Regions from separate parts of the Mus musculus genome. Here all the other regions are linked to region 2. Evidence: chromatin contacts called from public HiChIP or PLAC-seq data. All regions are on one chromosome and are shown on one strand. Each heading gives the region's core, a stretch centred on a gene start, on an enhancer-like site or on the middle of the called end of the contact. The rest is flanking DNA. Distances are from core to core; before and after follow the strand shown.

Region 1 (3,761 bases), core at 324-2,823, 82 kb after region 2:
TCATTGTGGGTGTGGGCTTTAATACCCTCATCCTAAGCTGCCTGGAAGTGAGTATTCTGCTAGCAGCCTTCAGATGAAGATGTAGAACTCTCAGCTCCTCCTGCACCATGCCTGCCTGGATGCTGCCATGCCCCTGTCCTGATGATAATGGACTGAACCTCTGAACCTGTAAGCCAGCCCCAATTAAATGTTGTCCTTATAAGAGTTGCCTAGGTCATGGTGTCTCTTCTAACTGAGACATCAAGGTTGGGGCAGGAAGACTGCAGAGAGGCCAAAGTTAGTGAGACTCCTGTCTCAGAAAATGAAATGAAACAAAACTCAAAAAGTATCTGTGGGATTCCCATTCAGTACCTCACGTGCCCAGACAAGAGTAAAGGGTACAGGGGAAACCAGCTCAGCTCTCACCAATGCCAAGGAAGAGAGCCGGCACTCCATGCTCACAGTGGCACAGAGTACAGAGAAGATGCTGGAGAAGCACTCAGGCACTTAGAACAAGACCTTACAAGCGCATGGTACAGGTGGGCAGAATGTTTGCTGATCCTTCAGAGGACCGGACTTGCTCAGTTCCCAGGACAACAGGTCACACGTGGTTGTTTGAATGAGAATGTCCCCCACAGACTCATATTTGAATGCTTGGTCTCCAGCTGGTAAAACTGGGAAGGAATAGGAGATGTGGCCTTTCCGGAGGAGGTGTGGCTTTGTTGGAGGAGGTGTGGCCTTGTTGGAGGAGGTGTGTCACTGGAGAAGGGCCTTGAGGTCTCAAAAGCCCACACCAGGGCCAGGCTCTCTCTCTCTCTCTCTCTCTCTCTCTCTCTCTCTCTCACTCTCTCTCTCTCTCTCTCTCTCTCTCTCTCTCTCTCTCCCCCCCCCCCCATATCTTTCCCCTCCCTCTCATCCTGGTGCTTGGGGGTCAAAAATGTAAGTTCTCACTCATCTACTGCCCCAGTCCCTTGCCTTCCTGCCTGCTGCCTGCTGCCTTCCTGCCATGATGGTCATGGGCCCACCCTCTAAATCTGTAAGCCCCAGTAGACTCTGTCTTCTGTAAGTTGCCTTGGTCCTGGTGTCTTTACCACAATAGAAAAATAAGGTATCAGGTGACTCAAAATTGCCTGGGACTCCAGAGTCAAAGGATCCAATGCCTTCTTTCCACCTCTGAGGACAAATACACATGCACACACACAAATTATATATATATAAAATTTTAAATTATATTTTATGTCTATATGTGTATGCTTTCATGTATGTTTTGTATAACACATGCATGCAGGAGTCCACAGAGGTCAGAAGAGGCATCAGCTCTCCTGTTCCTGGAGTTACAGGTTCATTACCATGTGGGAGCTGGGAACCAAACCCAGGTCCTCCGCAAGAGCAACCAGTGCTCTTAACCGATGAGCCATCTCTTTGGGCCCTAAATAATAAGTCTCTAAAAAAAAAAAAAATGAAGAATGCACACACATCCACAAAACCTCCAGTCTGATCCCGTGGGCTCTCAGAGTTGCTCATATGTAGAAATGAGAAGGTTGGGTCAGACCCTTCTGGGATCCAGTCCCAGCACCCTCATTTCTAGTATGAGCTTGGGTGAGTCACTGACTCTCTCTGAGCCACGGTTTCTCTAGTGCTGTGATAAGGAGAGTTATTCATAGAGGGCTGAAAAAACAACAGCAAATAATGTAAACAAAGTGAAATGCCCACCGTTGCCTAGAAACGCCTGTAATACTTTTGCTTGCGCCTCCTGCAGAAGACATGTCACTAAAGTCAGATTCAAGACCTCTTGGTGGAAGGCAAGAGACAGAATATGGAGTCATGTTTGGAGCAAAAGTTCTCAAGGGGGCTTGGAAGCTAGCCTCACCTGCAGGAGCAGATGGGTGCTAATGACCAAGGGTGAGAGCGAAACTCCCAGCTCCTCTTTCTCTGCTTCTGTAAGGCAGATGTTGAGAAAACTCAGAGAAACCAAAAGTTGTAGATATGAGAATGAAATCTGCAGCCCCTTTAGCTCCACGACTTCCTGGCCCAGCCCTGTGCAGTTCCCCACGTGCTATGAGGGAACCTGCCCAGGTGGCCATGTTGACAAGTTCTGCCCTCCTCTTTCCTCCCTCCCCTCTGCTCTCTGCTCCTCCCCTCCCCTTCCCCACCTTCCTCTCTTCTATCTTCTTTCTGTCTATCTCTCTTAGCTTCCCCTCCCTTCTCCCTTTCTCCTAGTTCTCTTGAGATTTTCTTTCTTTTGTGTGTGTGGTGCTGGGAACAGAACCCAGAATCTTGTGTGTGCTAATCAAATGCTTTACCACTGAGCTGTATCTCTCTAGTGGTTTTGTTTGCTTGTTTGCTTGACAGTTTTTTGAGACAGGGTTTCTCTGTGTAGCCATGGCTATCTTAGAACTTGCTTGTAGACCAGGCTGGCCTCGAACTCAGAGATCCAGACTCACCTGCCTCTGCCCCCCGAGTGCTGAGATTAAAGGCGTGCGCCACCTCGATCTCACGTTCTTCTTTTTTTTTTTTATAATTTTTTAAGATTTATTTATTATTATATCTAAGTACACTGTAGCTGTCTTCAGATGCACCAGAAGAGGGCGTCAGATTTCATTACAGATGGTTGTGAGCCACCATGTGGTTGCTGGGATTTGAACTCAGGACCTTCAGATGAGCAGTCAGTGCTCTTAACCACTGAGCCATCTCTCCAGCCCCCTTGTTTTGCTTTCCTTTAATTAAATTTTCTCTTTAAAATAATTAGCCAGGTGGTGGTGGCGCACACCTTTGGTTCTAGCACTCAGGAGACAGAGTTAGGCGGATCTCTGAGTTCAAGGCCAGCCTGGTCTACAGAGCAAGTTCCAAGACATCCAGGGCTACACAGAGAAGAAACCCTGTCTCGGAAGACCAAGGAGAAAAACCATTTATTTAGTGCTGGTCATAGTGGCACATGTCCTTAATTCCAGTACCCAGGAGGTAGAGGCAGGTGGGATTCTGTGAATTTGAGGCCAGCTTGTTCGTATAATGAGTTCCAGAACAACTCGAGTGAGTTTTAGGACTACACAGAGAAACCCTGTCTTGAAAAAAAAGATGATTTTTTTCTTAATTAAAAAAAAAATAAAAGTAGGGCTGGAGAGATGGCTCAGAGGTTAAGAGCACCGACTGCTCTCCCAGAGGTCCTGAGTTCAATTCCCAGCAACCACATGGTGGCTCACAACCATCTGTAATGGGATTTGATGCCCTCTTCTGGTGTGTCTGAAGATAGCTACAGTGTACTTATATACATAAAATAAATAAATGCTTAAAAAAAAATAAAAGAATTTGCTGCTGCAAATGCCTTTACGCCTTGGTCATCACAGACCAAGAGTCACTTGGAGCTCCCTGCCCTGGCTGCCAGCGAAGGGCCCTGATGAATCCCACACTTCTAGTGGTAGGAAAGTCTTGAAAAGCAAACATTGTAATAAGTTATTTTCCTCTGTGTTGGCAGTGCTGGGAAGGCGGAGGTAAGAGAGTCAGGAGGTCAAGGTTACCCTCAGAGACGCGGGGAGGTCAAGGCCCAGCCCGGGATGAATAAGTCAGACCTTGTCTCAGAAATAAAAATAAGCTGGGCAGTGCTGATGCGCATCTTTAATCTCATCTACAGAGTGAGTTCCAGGACAGTCAGGACTACACAGAAAAACCCTGTCTCAAAAATAAAAAATAAAAATTATAAAAAGGTTTAATATTTCTGGGGCCAGCATTTTTGAGAAATGCTGCATGACACACCTGAATTTAACAAGGCATTTAAGTAGGTTTGC
Region 2 (3,715 bases), core at 933-3,432:
CCAAAACCAGCTGGGGGAGAGGTGTTCTAGAAGCTTTGGCAGCTTGGATGATTTGCCAGAACTAAGCCATGTCCAATGGTGGGGCAGAGAAAAGGGCACACCCTAAACTGTCTCCTTCACTCCCCTACAGCTCAGAATGGTGTGCCCAGAGGGCTTGGGAGCTCCTGGAGCTCCAGTACACCTGCAGAAAAAGGGGTTTCTTCCCCCCAAATGTTCTCTAGGCAACTTTCCCTCTGGGCATGGTGCTAAATACAATTCCTAGATCAACCCTGGTAAAGCCCTTGACTACATTTCTCCACCATGCCTACAAGCCTGTGACCCGTTCTCTGCATGCTCCCTCATGCCCTTCATGCCACCTTGTGCCCTTTCAAGGATGCCTGACATACATGTGACATGCACACTAAACTCCTCCCCACATGCTGACCTAGCTTCCTAAGAGCATTGGTTTGCTCTTCCCACAAAACTGCTTTCAAACCCCTGAAGTACCTTTGTCCTCTCCTCCCTTCCCAACACCAAAAAGTTTGGAGGTCAGAGCCAGCCTTGGAAAAGAGAGCCCTAGCTGCTAGTAAGATGTTTCCCTTCCGTCTCACCAAGTTTTACCATTCCCAGCCCTCTACAGGAACCCCCTGCCCTGGAGTCCTGCAAGCCTTGAGGTAGGAGGCAGCTGAGCCAGTCAAACTTTTCCTCTCAGGCACTGCTGTATTTTTGTTGGGAAGGAGAGAATACACAAAGATTTCCTTGTCCGATGTACACTCCCACCCCATATTCCTAATGGCCAAATTCAGGCTCAACTGGACTTTCTCAAAAATTAACCTTAAGGAAGAAATGAACACACTTTGCTGGGTGCTAAAAAATTGTTCCCCACACAGCAGATACAGAATAAAGTCCTGCCACCTTTTATATTGAATTTGAGCTTTTTAGGGGCAGTTCAGTTTAACAGCATCCAAATCAAGAAGATAACCCACAAAAGAACAGCCCACTGCATGTTAGAATGCCCTCCTCTGTCCAGTTGCCAGGGAAGCAAATTTTGTCTGGGTTCACAGGACAAGCTGGCACCCCCATTGATCCTTTAGGGGTGCAGGTGAATGACACCTTTGCCCCAGTGTAAATGGGACCTCACTATGCACAGAGAGAAGCAGAGGACCTTCTGCTCCTTTTAACTGGAATCAGTGTGAGTATAAATTACGTTCTTCCAGTTTAAAATAAGAAACTCCTTCAAAAGTAGTCCTCAAAGACAAGTTTTTTTTTTTCCTTTTTTCTTTCTGACGTATTGTATTCTTCCTTCACAAACCAAAACAGTAGGGAAGGTTTATGCAGAATCTTTGAGAAATGTATTTGTGTCAGAGGAGACAACAGAGAACAGCAATGGATGCAGCAAGTCTGCAGGACTCAGGGCTGGGCACAAGCGCCCAGAGGGCTGGATTGGCTCACCAGCCTCAGTCTCCTAAGGAGCAGAGCCCTTTCTGTCTCCTCCAGCACAAAGCAGTCTACTCTCTGGTGGCCTGTGGCTCTCACTGTGACTACTTCTTGGGAGGACATTTCAACTCTTTGTGCTAATAGGGGTCTGTGGGTGTTCCAGGAGCCTTCATCCTTTGGGGGTTCCTGGGATCAAACCCAGGGCTCAATACATACTAGGCAAACACCTAAGCCTTGAGGCACAGCTACAACCAAAGCCAATGTCCCCTCTCAATACAGCTGCCCACCTATTGTCTCTGAGTCTGAAGGGCCTACAGAGACAGAAGCACAGGCTCAGTTATGCTGTCTGGACTGGACCTTTTGAGACTCTATGTAAACTTTGGCAGTAAAGCACTTTCCTGAAATAGTAAAGTAGTGCATAAGGGATTAATGCTTAGAAAGTATAATAAAAACATAGTTTTCCCTTGTTTGCAAGGTGGATTTGCCTTAAAGATACACTCAGAGCTTTATCTGGGGGTGTGCTTATCTCTGCAACAGAATTACTGTGCTACTAATTACTGTGGCTACTATTAAACAGTATTCTGTCACTGAATGCCTGCAATGTGTATAGCATTGGGACAAATAAAAGTAACAGCAGTTAGCAATGCACTGATGAGGTTAGGATGCCTGGAGACTCCATTTAGAGGAGGTGGCCCCTGAGACACACCCTTCCTGGAAGTGGGAGCATTTTCAGCCTTCCCAGCTCCTCCTGGTCTGCTCCCCATGGACTCACATGCCTATTGCCCCAGTCCTACATTGTAGGGAAATGAGACATGGTGACTAAGATGGCCAGGGGTCAGCTTAGTCATCCATGTTTCCCATAAGCTCTTCTCTGGTCAAAAGCGCGAGTGTGTAAAGCACACCCATACTCAATCACAGGCATGCACTCTCACACCCATAAACTCAGACACATTCAGTGGTAAATTCATGGACAAGGCAAGTAGCATTATCTCCCAATGCTAAAGGTGCTCATGTACCCACTCAGCGACTTAAAGACCCAGCTCCCCCCACCCCATCCATCCCAATCTATACTGCTCTCCTGGCTCACCTGACACCCCCTTAGCTATCTCTGTCCCTTTCTCAAACCTTTCTCAACCACTTCCCCAGAGTCAAAGACCCCCATCTCGTCCCCAGGGAGCTGTGGAAGAAGAGGGAGGGCGCTTTCCTCTCTGCACCGAACCAGACACAGGGTGGCCTTTTGTCCCCAGGCTATGTTGTTTGCATTGCTTCTTAGCTTTGACAATGCAGTTCTTACTACAAAATGGACCAAAATCAAAGCCTAGAAGAGACAGCGAGTGGGGTGGAGAGCTGGGGTGGAACAGGACTAGCTTCCCTTTTCCCCTCCCCCACCCACACCACCATCAAAGCAAGGAAGGAAATAAATACCCCAAAGCCAGAGATGCCGGCCACCTACGATGACATCCGGACAAACGGAACACGGAGGCTGCTTCTGGATGGATGGCTGCTTCTGTGGAGGGAAGGATACAGAGGTTAGGGCTTGGTCCTCTTCCCTCCATCAGCAGTCTCTCTCCAGAATTCTCCCATTGCTCCCCAGTTTGATCCTCAGGGCTCAAGCCTGCCCAGCTAGCTCAACAAAAGACTGGTCAGATACCCTGCCAGGTCTCTCAATTAGTTCTGGATGGTGACTCTGGTCTCACTGCCTTGACCTCACCACCACGCCTCCACACCTCCACCCAATCCTCAAGGCCCAGTGCCTGAGGTGAACCCACCTGGAGGACTCTCTCACAGCAAGCTAAAGCCAACTACCCTCTCCTCACAGATTTCTTGGGCTATCACAGTGCATGCATAGGTGGAATGGAGAACCTGGGCCAGGGCTATCTTTCTGTCTGCCCTATAAACTGTTAAGTGCTGTGTGCATCAAAGATATTCTCAATTGTAGCTAGGCCTGGTGGGACACACCTGTAATGCCGGCATTCCATAAACTGAGGCAAGAGGATCAAAAAAGTTCAATACCTCACCTTAAAAATCAATAATGATGGATACTATGATCTCTGCAATCGCATTTCCTCCCTTCCTTCCCCTGCCCACTCCTGTCTTTAAATCCTTGCATCTTTCAGGATCCAAAAAGACATGCCGTGGGTATCAGTGCTCTTCTCTTCATGTACACAAAAGGCGTGAATACAAAGCACTGCCTATTATTTAATGTTCGGTGAGGGTTCCACACACATTTCACAGTGTTTTTCTAATTTTTTATATTCAGATTAAATTTAGGGTTTGGGGAACAACATAGGTAACTCCT
Region 3 (3,646 bases), core at 497-2,996, 110 kb after region 2:
AGACTTTATTTTTAATTAGGTATCTATGGATGATGTATCAGTGTGGAGGTAAGTACATGTGCGTTTTAGTGCCCTGAAGAGCATATGAGATCCCTGTATCTAGAATTATAGGTGGTTGTAAGCTGCCTGATGCGGCTCAAGTTCAAGCAGTCCTAACCACTGAGTCACCTCCCTAGCCTCACGCATGAATCAATACTTGAGGTGCATCAAGCAATACTTGGCATGGAATGAAAACTCAGTAAGTGCAGGGTGAGCCTGCAGGCTGCAGCTCAATCACAGGGCTTGGCCTCATTCTGCGGCCACACAGCTCAGGGGTGTGTCAGTTCAAATCCCTGTCCCATCCTCAGCTCACCGGATATGCACAAGGTGCAAGGGCAGAGCATGTAGTGTTTTCCATACCCCAGGGGTACTGAGGGGCTACTACTAGGTGATCACTGGGGACCAGAACAGTGAATCCAGTTACCTGCTTCTCAGGCCTGCTCTTTCCCCACAACTGTCCTGGAATGAAGTCCACTTTCCCATAACAGGCCAAATCCTGCTTGTGCCTCACCCAGGGAAGGGTCTGCACCCACTGGCCTGGAACAGTTTCAGAGTTCATGCCAGGCACAGCTCTGCTCAAGGCTGGTCCTCCTGCTTTAGTGTCTAACCCAGCCATCTCTCCCTAACCTTACCCGTGCTTTCTGCCTCTTAGCAGCCACAAGGAGGAGATGGTACCGAGGTGCAACATGAAGGCTGACATCTTCCAGGCCAGCTGCAGGAAGCAGCAGGGCAGACAGAGTCTTTTCAGGACAGCCCTGGTCCAGAGCCTCATTGATGAGGCTGATGGCGAGGACCTCTGAGGAAGAGATCCAGATGAACAGCAGCTCCAAACACAAAACTAGGGGAAGAACTGGGCTGTCTGAGGGGGGCTGTCTGAAGGGAGATGTCTGAGTTGGGGCGGTCTGAGGAGGGGCTGTCTGGGGGGGCTGTCTGGGGGGGAGTGTCTGAGGGGGTTATCTGAGGGGGAGATGTCTGAGGGGGGTTGTCTGAGGGGAGCTGTCTGAGGGGGGATATCGGAGGGGAGTTGTCTGAGGGGAAGATGTCTGAGTGAGACTATCTGAAGGGGGGTTGTCTGAGGGAGCTGTCTGAGGGGGGTATATGAAGGGGGCTGTCTGAGGGGGGCTGTCTAAGGGGAAGTGTCTGAGGTGGGGTATCTGAGGGGGGCTATCTGAGGGGAGTTGTCCGAGGGGGAGCTGTCTGAGGGGGTACTCACGATCAGTTTCTTCCTGGACCTGTTCATTGACCTGGCTCACAGCAGCCTGCAGGTCATTCCAGCTCAGGATGCCTCTATGTGTTCCTTGAAACTGCTGAACCTTCACCAGGGCATCAAAGTAACTAGCAACAAAGAAGAGAAGTGAGCCACACAGCCACCAAGTGGAGAAAGCTCTGAGTTGGTTCCTCCCTGGGACACCATAATTTCCAGGGTCTCTTCTCCCTTCACAGACAGTTACAAGCCCCCTTCCTGTGTGGAGCACAGAGCCCTTCAAGCTCCAGACCCCTTTTCCATCCATGTTCTTACCTCAGATCTCACCCACTCTCTAGACTTAGGTTAATGAACCCCAAAAGCATACGTCCATCCCTCACAGGCCCCAGGGCCTCCCAAGGATTTGCACCCAAATGCCAGTGGAGGTCTGAAACACCCCAGCCTGCATCATCTGAACTCCCAATCACCCTGGTCTGCCTCTGCACCTCAGCCTGTCCCTTCTGGATGAACATCTGTTGAGTCATTTCCCTCTCGGTTCCCTCTGCCACCAAGCCCTGTCAGATCTGCTTTCAGAATACATTCACACTTCACCACCTTCTTCCCACTCCTGCTGTTTCCACCGTGGAACTAGCAGCATGCCTAAAGGCATCCCGGCCGCTCTGCCCGGGCCCGGCCCTGTGGTGGAGTCTCAGCACAGCAGCCAGGATGATCTTGGTAAAGCAGGTCAAATGGGCTTCTTTTGTGCCAAACAGCCCACAGCTTCCTTCCTTGTTGGAGGACACAGGCTGGTTCCTGCTAGCCCACTCCTTCCCTGCCTCACTCTGTTTAGCTTCTCACTACTCTGGCTTCTTGGTAGTCTTTGTTTTTATTTTTGCAACGCTGGGAGGTTAAACTCAGAGCCTCAGGCATGCAAAGCAAGCCTTCTACCATTGAGCTGCTTCCAAGCCCTTCCTGATGTTCTATGAGTGCACCTAGGACAGTCCTGTCCTGAAGAGGATCATGGGACTAACTCTGGCTCCTTGTCCTCCACATGACCTAAAAGCCATCTATAACTACATTTTGTGGCTAAAAAACTGTTCCACACCCACTCTGTCCCGTTTTGTTTGGCCCATCCAGTAGCTGTGTCCATCCAGTTATAAGTCCTGCATATGCATATGCTTGGTTTCAGTCACTGTTTTCAACACCTAGAGTGGCACCTGGCAGTGTGTAGGCACTCAAACATTTGCTCTGAAAAAAAATGGAAATGAAGGGGGATGATCTTGTGCTCCCCAACTGGGGAAGAAACCCAGGAGGGGCAACTTCGAGCAGAACTGTCCACCGTCTGCCCGGTGTGAGCATCTTCATGCTATCCCTTCACTTCTGACATGTGGGTCAAACTTTCTCACTCACCGTTGGGCATTTTCTTCTTCTACCTGGGCTAGGCCAGTTGCGGGATTCACTAGATTGTCCCAAAAGGCACAGACATCTCCAGCTTCCAGAGCACGGTTAATCAGAACCACGGCTGACAGCATCTCCACAGCCACAAAGAGCTCCTCCTGGCCCAGCTCCTGTAGAGGAAGAGACGTGAGGGAAGTTGGTGGACTGTTGCCCCTTCCCTGTTCCATTCCCAAGGGCCAGGGGCTTCATTCACTTCTTTTTTATTTATTTATTTTTTAAAAAAGATTTTATTTATTTTATGTATCTGAGTACACTGTAGCTGTCTTCAGACACACCAGATGAGGGTATTGGATTCCCTTACAGATGGTTGTAAGCCACCATGTAGTTGCTGGGAATTGAACTCAGGACCTCTGGAAGAGCAGTCAGTGCTCTTAACCACTGGGCCAACTCTACATCCCTGGCTCCATTCACTTTACACCACCATTCATACTCAACACCTGGACTGTACCTGGGCCACACCTGAACCACTTCCATCTACCCACAGTACTTATGCTCAACACCTGGGCTACACCTGGTGTGCACCTGGGCCATATTCATCCACCCACAGTACTTATGCTCAACACCTGGGCTACACCTGGTCTGCACCTGGGCCACATTCATCCACCCACAGTACTCTTGCTCAACACCTGGGCTACACCTGGTCTGCACCTGGGCCACATTCATCCACCCACAGTACTTATGCTCAACACCTGGGCCACATTCATCCACCCACAGTACTCTTGCTCAACACCAAGGATGCATTCACTCACCAACATTTATACTCTATACCTGGGGATGTTTACTGTGAACATGATCATGAAGACATCACACACAGTATCATCTTACTTTCCATAACAAGCCAAATGAGGTAGGTATCATTAATATCCCTTCCCTAGCCAAGCCTATCGCTACGAACATTTTTTAAATATTTATTTATTTATCATATGTGAGTACACTGTAGCTGTCTTCAGACACTCCAGAAGAGAG

What was found. HiChIP or PLAC-seq counts read pairs in DNA pulled down with a chosen protein or histone mark.
Region 1: a contact with region 2 is called in an HNF4G HiChIP or PLAC-seq map of pancreatic cancer cells. The contact joins two enhancer-like sites. A contact is called at or near these places in 3 of 39 promoter capture datasets (cranial neural crest, embryonic stem cells and hippocampal neurons), 3 of 484 Hi-C or Micro-C datasets (cerebellar granule neurons, embryonic stem cells and nephron progenitors), 4 of 115 datasets of contacts at active chromatin or transcription factors (embryonic stem cells, neural stem cells and pancreatic cancer cells) and 1 of 9 other capture datasets (embryonic stem cells).
Region 3: an HNF4G HiChIP or PLAC-seq map of pancreatic cancer cells shows a contact between it and region 2. The contact joins two enhancer-like sites. A contact is called at or near these places in 9 of 39 promoter capture datasets (the C10 cell line, the HPC-7 cell line, cranial neural crest and 6 more), 1 of 484 Hi-C or Micro-C datasets (embryonic stem cells), 8 of 115 datasets of contacts at active chromatin or transcription factors (effector CD8 T cells, embryonic stem cells, large pre-B cells and 3 more) and 4 of 9 other capture datasets (adipose tissue, embryonic stem cells, liver and 1 more).

What each region holds. Positions count from the first base shown.
Region 1 is chr3:88,126,118-88,129,878 of GRCm38.p6, reverse strand. No RefSeq gene overlaps it. Among named protein-coding and RNA genes, the nearest start is that of Mef2d, 14 kb to the left of the region's middle. Within about 2 kb of position 1,573, at least 19 of the 459 cell types and tissues checked have an H3K27ac peak or open chromatin away from gene starts, as enhancers often do. A contact at or near this core is called in pancreatic cancer cells, where this site is marked.
Region 2 is chr3:88,208,843-88,212,557 of GRCm38.p6, reverse strand. Gm3764 (predicted gene 3764) reads right to left here. Exons shown (of 10, transcript NR_168089.1): 2 at 2,842-2,923. Among named protein-coding and RNA genes, the nearest start is that of Gm3764, 4.0 kb to the right of the region's middle. Within about 2 kb of position 2,182, at least 21 of the 459 cell types and tissues checked have an H3K27ac peak or open chromatin away from gene starts, as enhancers often do. A contact at or near this core is called in pancreatic cancer cells, where this site is marked.
Region 3 is chr3:88,096,046-88,099,691 of GRCm38.p6, reverse strand. It overlaps Iqgap3 (IQ motif containing GTPase activating protein 3), which reads right to left. Exons shown (of 38, transcript NM_001033484.1): 13 at 2,633-2,790; 14 at 1,253-1,374; 15 at 672-835. Among named protein-coding and RNA genes, the nearest start is that of Iqgap3, 16 kb to the right of the region's middle. Within about 2 kb of position 1,746, at least 34 of the 459 cell types and tissues checked have an H3K27ac peak or open chromatin away from gene starts, as enhancers often do. A contact at or near this core is called in pancreatic cancer cells, where this site is marked.